Regions from separate parts of the Mus musculus genome. Here regions 1 and 3 are each linked to region 2. A link is a contact called in public HiChIP or PLAC-seq data. All regions are on one chromosome and are shown on one strand. The core of a region is the stretch at or near the end of the contact, and the rest is flanking DNA. Distances in the headings are between cores, read along the strand shown. Region 1 has its middle 140 kb from the start of Gm25833. Region 2 has its middle 330 kb from the start of Gm25833. Region 3 has its middle 66 kb from the start of Gm25833.

Region 1 (2,700 bases), core at 7-2,506, 470 kb before region 2:
TTTTTTTTAAAGATTTGTAAAGAGTTGTATTGAAATTTGATAAAGAAGTCATGGAATCTACAGATTGATATTAGTAGGATCTCCATTTTAAATATATTAGTCCTACTGATCCAAGAGGATAGGGGATCATTCTATCTTTGGAAATCATTAAGAATTTCTTTCTTTAAAGTATAAAAGATTTTTAATTTTACATTATATTTCTTTTACTTCCTTGGTTAAAGTTACCCCAAGATATTTTATATTATTTGAGGCTATTCTAAACACTGTTGTTTCCTTTATTTCTTTCTCAGTCATTTGTGTATAGGGGTAAAACTGTTGTAATAAAATTTTGTAGCCAGATACTTTGCTGAAAGTTTTTATTTACTCTCTTTTCCAGTGGAGATATATATATATATATATATATATATATATATATATATATATATATATATACTTAGTAAAGATACTTAGACTTCTGTCCAATTTGTATATTTGTTCTTCTTAAGTTCTCTTATTGCTCTCTAAAACATTTCAAGTACTGTATTAAATAGACTTGGAGATAGAATACAATCTTGTCCTGTTCCTGATTTTAGTTGAATTCCTTTGAGTTTCTCCTGATGTTGGCTCTAAGCTTGTTGAAATCTATCTTTATTGGGTTGACATATGTCCGTTGTGTTCGTAATATCACTAGGACTTGTATCATGAAAGATTGTTGGAATTTTGCGAAAGATCTTACTTAGTACATTTACTGAGATGTTTATGTAAGCTTTTTTTCTTTTAGTTTTTAATATGGTAAATTATACTTATCAAATTATATATACCAAAACATCCCTATTATGTTACCTTACATTCATCAAAATAATAATTATTTATAAAAAGTCTCATGTTATGAAGCAATCTGTTATAGAAATGCCTTCAACAATCATATAAACAAAATTGTCAGGGAATTGTTTGAGGAAATCATTCTCTTATGCACCAATGTAACAGTAGTCTCTTTTCATTTACATAAATCGTGTAAACATTGGCAAAATGGTTAGAATTAAAAAACAAAACTTGAGTGATAGTATATAAGACAGAAGAAACTTGTCCCGAGCTATTGTTCTCGCTAGCAAGAACGCACAAGGGACACAAGGATCCTTCTGCAGCCAAACTTTATTGCATATTGATGAGGAAGACAAAGAAGCCTCAGAAAGGCGCTGCTTAAATACCCCCTGGTGTGGCGTGTCCATGCCTGACTGGTTGCTTACCCACGATCTCATAGGCCCTGGGGGTGGGCTTGTGACTTTGGCCCGCATTACTCCTGCACATGTGCACAGTTTGTCTCCAAAGGCCGAGCTGGCACAGCGGAATCTGGCGCCATCTTGTGACGGCAAATGTTATTGCGGCTCTCCACAGAAACTGTCCCCTTTCCCTTTCTGAAGGAAAGTTTGGCAGTACATGAAGAAAAATTACTTGACAAATTCCAAGATTGATAGCCTAGAGGATTTGCTAATTAAAATAAAATTAATATAACGATGAGAACACCATAGCAAGGGATCAAGGATCCCTTGAAAACTAAAGAAGTATGCACCAAAAGACGTGCTATTATTTTCAATTTTATATACATTGTTAGTGGGCCAAAATATGTTAAGAGGATTTTCAGGGGCAGATATAGCTATCTCCTATGAGGCTATGCCAGAGCCTGGCAAATACAGAAGTGGATGCTCACAGTCAGCTATTGGATGGAACACAGGGCCCCCAATGGAGGAGCTAGAGAAAATACCCAAGGAGCTAAAGGGGTATGCAACCCTATAGGTGGAACAACAATGTGAACTAACCAGTACCCCCCAGAGCTCGTGTCTCTAGCTGCATATGTAGCAGAAGATGGCCTACTCAGCCATCATTGGGAAGAGAGGCCCCTAGGTCTTGCAAACTTTATATGCCCCAGTACAGGGGAACACAAGGGTCAAGAAGTGGGAGTGGGTGGGTAGGGGAACAGGGCTGGGGGGCGATATAGGGACCTTTCAGGATAACATTTGAAATATAAATAAATAATATATCTAATAAAATAACATAAAAACGAACCAGAGAGAGAGAGAGAGAGAGAGAGAGAGAGAGAGAGAGAGAGAGAGAGAGTTTCTGAAGTGTGACATTATTAATGACCAGGAGTAATTAACCCTAGAAGGAAAAAGGAGAAAGCACTGGAAATTGTAGAAAAGATTTAGAAATAGCTAGAAAGATGACTGTGCTGTTAAGACCTTTATCTACTCATGCTGAGAACTTATGTTTAATTCCCAGAACTCACCTGAGTAGATTATAACCATCTATAATTCTACTTCTAGGGCATCTGTGTATTATTCAGACCTCTTTGGATACCACTTATACACGTTATTACATATCCATGCAGGTAAATATACTTGTCTTTAAAATGAATTAACTGTGTCTTTTCAAAGAAAGAAAGCTGAATAACAAGATTCTGAAAGAATATAGATTACTGTGGGGGCCTCCCAGCCTGGAATGGGTTGAACCAGACACATGGAAAGACATAGGTGTAACTTCAAAAACTTATGGTTTTTAAATGCCAGATATTGTAGCTCTCTAACAACATTAAATGCTTTTTGATAACTTTTAAAAAGTCCTAAAAACTTTCTTGCTCATTTTGAGGGTTAAAATCTACTGGCATAGGCAATTAAAACCTGAAGCCTAGTGGCAGGGTATTGTGGAATGAATTATATTTAAATG
Region 2 (2,926 bases), core at 256-2,755:
CATCAATCCAGATTATTAGGGATGCATGAAGCAGCTGCATAAGCTCTATGATTGACTCTACTCAATGAAAGGAAGAGAGAGCAGGCATGAGAGCGGATATACCTCACCAGGAAAGATCATTGTGAAGGGCCAGACTCCCAGAATTTGCTTTTCTCCATCTGCAACACGGAGAATTTTCAGGACCTCTAGTCTCCACCGACTAAATCTGAGTATGAAATGATGCACGAAGATCACTCTCACAGAAGGGGGCAGTGTTATGATGGATAACAGTGATCAGAAACTATAAATATCTCTTGTCCCTATTGTAACAGGTATTGGCAGTTGAAAGGTGAAATTTGACTAGGAAGACATGCATTACTGCTTCTCCCAATAGAGAGATAAAATAAGTACAGAGTTGAGTCTTTGTCCAAGTGGAGCCCAGACGATATTTAAATTTAAATTGTATTGTGCTCAGCAAGAGCAAGTGAACTAAATCAAAACTATATCTTCCTGTGAATAAAAGGCACCATTAAGGAAAGTTCTATAATCTATCACACATGAATATGTAAAGAACACACATATATGCAACCCAATTTTTCCTACTAAGAAGTTAGAAAATATTAGGCAGGTATGTAACTTAATTGATGCACTTCTTGCCCACTGTGGAAAGAATGGTGAATTAGAGGCTCCCATCACTGAGGGAACTGATTCTGCTGGAGTAGATTTTAATGACGATGTATTAAAAATAGTTGGAAATGTTAGTGAAATAGATAATATAGTACTTCCAACACATACATTCAGTCTTTATTTGAATTGCACCAGATAAACCTGTGTAGAATGGAAATCAGATTAGACATGGATGTCTACATGGATGACAAGTACTACAGTATATGGGATTTTTATTCCCACCATAAAGCTCAGCTGAAGATTACTGGAATGTACATAGGAAAACCTGAGGTCCCAGATTTGCCATACCATTGTCCTGATAGCTGCTCAGCTAAGGGTTAACTAATCCATCTGAGTCTAATTAAATAATTCTGGGCCCAAAAACATCTCAAAAAAAAAAAAAAAGAATGTCAGTGTGTGATGTGGAACTGTAACTCAATTATTTTCAGGAATATTACCACAGATGTCACATGCAGAAACCCCCCTTTCTAAATCAGAAAGAAACATAAATATACATTTTGTAGTACCAATCACAAATCTATCATTGTGCCTCATGCTGATATTTAGGAGGGGCTTGGACTTCTGATCCTCCTGAGCCGAAGTTTTCTGTTATAAATGGGAGTATCCTTGAGAAGCCGGTCTGCTCTCTCTGAAGATATTGAATTTTCTGGGTCGTCAGCTCTCAAAGTCTCTGTCAAATAAATGTGCTCAGGGCAGTTTAATAGTAGTGGGCAAATGCATGAAAACATTGTGGAGGCTTGGTAGATCAAGAGACTGGGTGCCTCTTTCTATTATTCTCATTGTTATAGTAGGTCTCAGGACTAAGCATGGCTACCTTGACTAGATAAATGTGTGATTGTACTACCCCCTGCTGGAGAGATGGGTAATGTTTCACAGATACTATATTGCAATGGGGATACATCAAGTAAAATAATTTAATTCATCATTATTATGAGCCAAAACGTCATTGGACAAATATATTATATCAAACAACCTAAGCTGAAAGGGTCTCAGAAAATTACATTCATATAAAGTGGGACAGGATCATCTAATATAAAGGTATTTAATAAAATACTGTTGAACATCTCTTGAACTTCATTATATGTGCTATATTACAATTTAATGTTGCTTTGAGGTGGAGATTGTTGCCACTACTCAGTGGCAAGGATGCATTTACAATTATAAATTGTAAATTGATTTCTATTGACCATACCAACTTTCAGAAAATAATAAAGAAAAATTCATTTGAACCAATTAAAATCATATCATAGGGAATTGACAACCGAGTATAAATGTTTACAAATAATTGTGTGTCCACAAAACACTAAATCTGAAAGGTTAAAATATTTTCCTATTTCATACTATGAGAAATAGGACTAGCTATGAGTAAAAGTGCAGCGCCAAGAAAAATCTCTATAAATCCTTGCAATTTCTATGTCTATTGGAAATGTCAGGTTTTTGTTTCTTGCCAAACTTCATTAAAAGGCAAAAATCAATGAACACTGGGAAAATATATCATTCAAATAAAAATTTAAGATTTAAGTCAATTAGCATAAAATAAAATGACTTTATGATTATTTATATTGTTATTAAGTCAGATTATGTCATACTAAACATACCCTTGAAGTATAGGACTTTGTCTGCTGTATTACTTTGAGTCATCCAAATATAAAGCTTGTTTTGAAAATAGCATAAAATTGTGTAAATATCCTATGAGATTAAGGACAATGTAAGGTGGAATAAAAAATGGATTTCATGTCCTTTTGGTCTATATGTTTCCAAACTAGAATTGCAGTTTAAACTGTTTCTGAATTATTCCAGCTGAGTGAGGTGAGGGGCCCTGTATGCTTGCACCTGAAACCGCATCTGCACATGACAATTTCAGTCAAAATGTACTGATCTTCCTGTCCCAGTACAATCATGTTTGAGTTTCATATATTACCGGAAACACTAATCTAAACATAGTAGTCAAGCATTAGTGAAATGCTAAAGTTAGCAGTCTTCTTCATAGTGTACTTGATACATACATGAGTGCACAGCTTGTTTTCTCTTCTTTCTTTCTTTCTTTCTTTCTTTCTTTCTTTCTTTCTTTCTTTCTTTCTTTCCTTCTTCTTCTTCTTCTTCTTCTTCTTCTTCTTCTTCTTCTTCTTCTTCTTCTTCCTCTTCTTCTTCTGTTGATTTTGTTTGTTTGTTTTGTTGTTGTAGTTGTTCCTTATACCTTCCCTCTGCCCTGCTGCCCTACCCACCCACTCTTGCTTCTTGGCCCTGACATTCCCCTGTA
Region 3 (2,788 bases), core at 199-2,698, 400 kb before region 2:
AATAGCCCTTGTCTACAGTTTCTCTTTTAACATTTTCCAAAAAAACAGACAATAAACTGAGATATATTCCATTGTGAAATGTCTCTCTTATTATATACACTTATTTCATATGCTACATTTTATGCGTTTGACTTAAATTCCATTTTATTAATATATTTCATATCCTACTCGCCCCCTTTTTTTGCTACATCCATGAAGTATCTTCACTGACTCCCTAGTTTTCAGACTATGTCTTCTCTCATGAAATGCTTCTTTTGTGACAATCCAGTGATTCTATTTTTTTTTCCATCCAGCTATACTACCTATTTTGACTCTATGTTTCATCCCAATTGCATACACATCAGTGAGCAACACATCTGCTTGTTTCATGGATTTTTTCCCTTTTTCCTAACTGTTTTTTAAATAACAATACATTTCTTTTTTTCTCCTTCACTGTTGTTAATTTTAAAGGATTTGATGTATATATCTTTTCAGATTAAATTACCTTTTGTTTACTTGTTTGTTTTAAGAGAGCAATTGATTTTCCTCATTTCCTTATTTCCAAGTTTTCTGGTAAATATATATATATATATTTTTGTTCCAACAATCCTCCTCCATCTGTAGTTACTTTTTCTTTTTCTCTTTTTTTTCCTTTCTTTTCTTTTTAACTCAGTAAGTTAATTTATATTTGCTTGCCTCAACATGAGTTGTAGATTTTTTCCCTGAAACATAGCAGATCATTAGTGTCTACAAGGCTGTAGAGAATGAAAATTTATTTCCCAGCAGCCATTAACTGGTTAGTCTGTCAGTGAACCATAGGGACTAAGTAGCTATGCCCATATGCATAAAGAAATACTGATATAACTAAGTGTATGCAGATCTTTTATAGATAGACACAGCAATGTATTTATAAGTACAATAATCATGCCTAGAACTCACTATTTCACAGACTTTTGCTAACCTTTTGTTCTTATCTTCTTTTTACAACTATTGTTCTATGTATTAAAATTCCTTTCACTGCCCTCCAGATTCCCCCTCACACAGTTCCTCATCCCACTCCTCTAGTCCATTGAAGGTGCCCCATCCCACCAGGCCTTCCCCTTCCCTGGGGCCTCAAGTCTTTCAAGGATTAAGCATATCTTCTCCCTCTGAGACCTGATCAGACAGACCACTACTATATTTGTGTCTCAGAACAGCCCTTATACGCTCCTCATCTCTCGCTTAGTCTCTGAGCTTCTTGGGATCTGGGTAAGTTGAGACTGCTGGTCTTCCTATGGGATCACTCTCCCCTTCAGCTTCTTCAATCCTTCCCCTAATTCAACAATAGGGGGCCCTGACTTCAGTTTAATGGTTGGGTGTGAGTGTCTGTTTCTGTTTCAGTCAGCTGCTTGTTGGGTCTCTCAGGGGACAGTCATGCTAGGCTCAATCTGTAAGCACATCTTAGCATCATTAATTGTGTCAGGCCTGGGTGTCCTCCCATGGGATGGTTCTCAAGTTGGGCAGGTCATTGGACTGCATTTCCTTCAGTCTCCTCTCTATTTTTGTCCCAGCAGTTCTTTTAGTCAAGAACAGTTCTGGGTCAGAAATTTTTACTGTGGGTTAGTAAACATATCCCTTCACTTTAGGTCCTGTCTATCTACTGGAGGCAGACTCTTCATGTTCCCTCAACCCAGTGTTGCACATTTTGGCTGAGGTCACCCCCCACCTCATTGAGTATTTAGAGTCTCTTACCTCCCTGGGTAAGATATTGAAATTCTTTGTGATATATATGGGGTCATACAAAGACCAGAAATCTTGCAGAGCACATAATGAAGTGAAGTTGGGTAAGAGGAACAATTGAATGAGAATTGGTATGAGAGAGTGAAAGGGGAGACTGGCAAAGTTATGTTAGGAAGCAGTAAATAGATCAAATATTGGTTCCAGACCTGGGAGCAAAGTATCTAGGATTTCTTTTGTCTGGAAATAGAAAAAGAACAACAGCAGAGGAAGAAGATTATCATTCAGGGAAAGTGAAATTAGGACAGGGATCTAAGTCAGAAGTGTTAGCATTCCTTCTAGGCTCCAGCCCATATTTACCTGGCAATAGCCAGGTATGCCTAGCTTACTATAAAAGGGGTTGTTTGCCCCCTACTATCTCTCTTTTACATTCTCTGCCCCTTCTCTCCCTGACCCCTTTCTCCCCTCCCCCCACTTCCCCCTCCCACCTCTGTCTTCATGTGCTCCTGACCAGCCCCCTCTCTCTTTCTCTCTCTCTTCTCTCTCTCTCTCTCTCTCTCTCTCTCTCTCTCTCTCTCTCTCTCTCTCTCTCTCTCCTCTCTCCTCCCCTCTCAACTCCCTTCCCTATTCCCTGAATAAACTCTATTTTATAATATACCCACTGTATGTCTGGTACTTCAGAGAAAATAGATGTGTCATCATGGGTCCACCATGGCACCCCTCCCACCTCACCATACCCGGCTCTACCAAACATATCCTCCTCTTACTTTTTTTTTTTTTTTTTAATAAACACAACAACAAGAATACAAAATAGGAAAAACACAGTTTGGGAACCCCTGTCTATTTTCCACTGAACTAGAGAAATGCTGCCCCCCATTGTGTTTGTTGTTATTGTACTTCTGCTCTATACCAAGTATTACAGAAAATGGAGCAAAGAAGGTAAACAGCCATCAATAATTCTGTCAAACACCAATGAAAAGAGCCTGCGAGTATTTTGTACTTCTGAGATTGTCATGGTAGGTGATCCTGTTCTAAATGGGACACTATGAAGAAAAGCATGTATTGAATCCGAATCTGCATTTAGTTAAAACAC

The links. HiChIP or PLAC-seq counts read pairs in DNA pulled down with a chosen protein or histone mark.
Region 1: a contact with region 2 is called in a RAD21 HiChIP or PLAC-seq map of pro-B cells, with 7 times the contacts expected there. The contact joins two enhancer-like sites. A contact is called at or near these places in 2 of 15 datasets of contacts at CTCF or cohesin (large pre-B cells and pro-B cells) and 1 of 115 datasets of contacts at active chromatin or transcription factors (large pre-B cells).
Region 3: a contact with region 2 is called in a RAD21 HiChIP or PLAC-seq map of pro-B cells, with 3 times the contacts expected there. The contact joins two enhancer-like sites. A contact is called at or near these places in 2 of 15 datasets of contacts at CTCF or cohesin (large pre-B cells and pro-B cells), 1 of 484 Hi-C or Micro-C datasets (cortical neurons) and 1 of 115 datasets of contacts at active chromatin or transcription factors (large pre-B cells).

The regions. Positions count from the first base shown.
Region 1 is chr6:68,667,242-68,669,941 of GRCm38.p6, reverse strand. It overlaps Igk. Among named protein-coding and RNA genes, the nearest start is that of Gm25833, 140 kb to the right of the region's middle. Within about 2 kb of position 1,256, at least 3 of the 459 cell types and tissues checked have an H3K27ac peak or open chromatin away from gene starts, as enhancers often do. A contact at or near this core is called in pro-B cells, where this site is marked.
Region 2 is chr6:68,200,225-68,203,150 of GRCm38.p6, reverse strand. It overlaps Igk. Among named protein-coding and RNA genes, the nearest start is that of Gm25833, 330 kb to the left of the region's middle. Within about 2 kb of position 1,505, at least 3 of the 459 cell types and tissues checked have an H3K27ac peak or open chromatin away from gene starts, as enhancers often do. A contact at or near this core is called in pro-B cells, where this site is marked.
Region 3 is chr6:68,596,886-68,599,673 of GRCm38.p6, reverse strand. It overlaps Igk. Among named protein-coding and RNA genes, the nearest start is that of Gm25833, 66 kb to the right of the region's middle. Within about 2 kb of position 1,448, at least 8 of the 459 cell types and tissues checked have an H3K27ac peak or open chromatin away from gene starts, as enhancers often do. A contact at or near this core is called in pro-B cells, where this site is marked.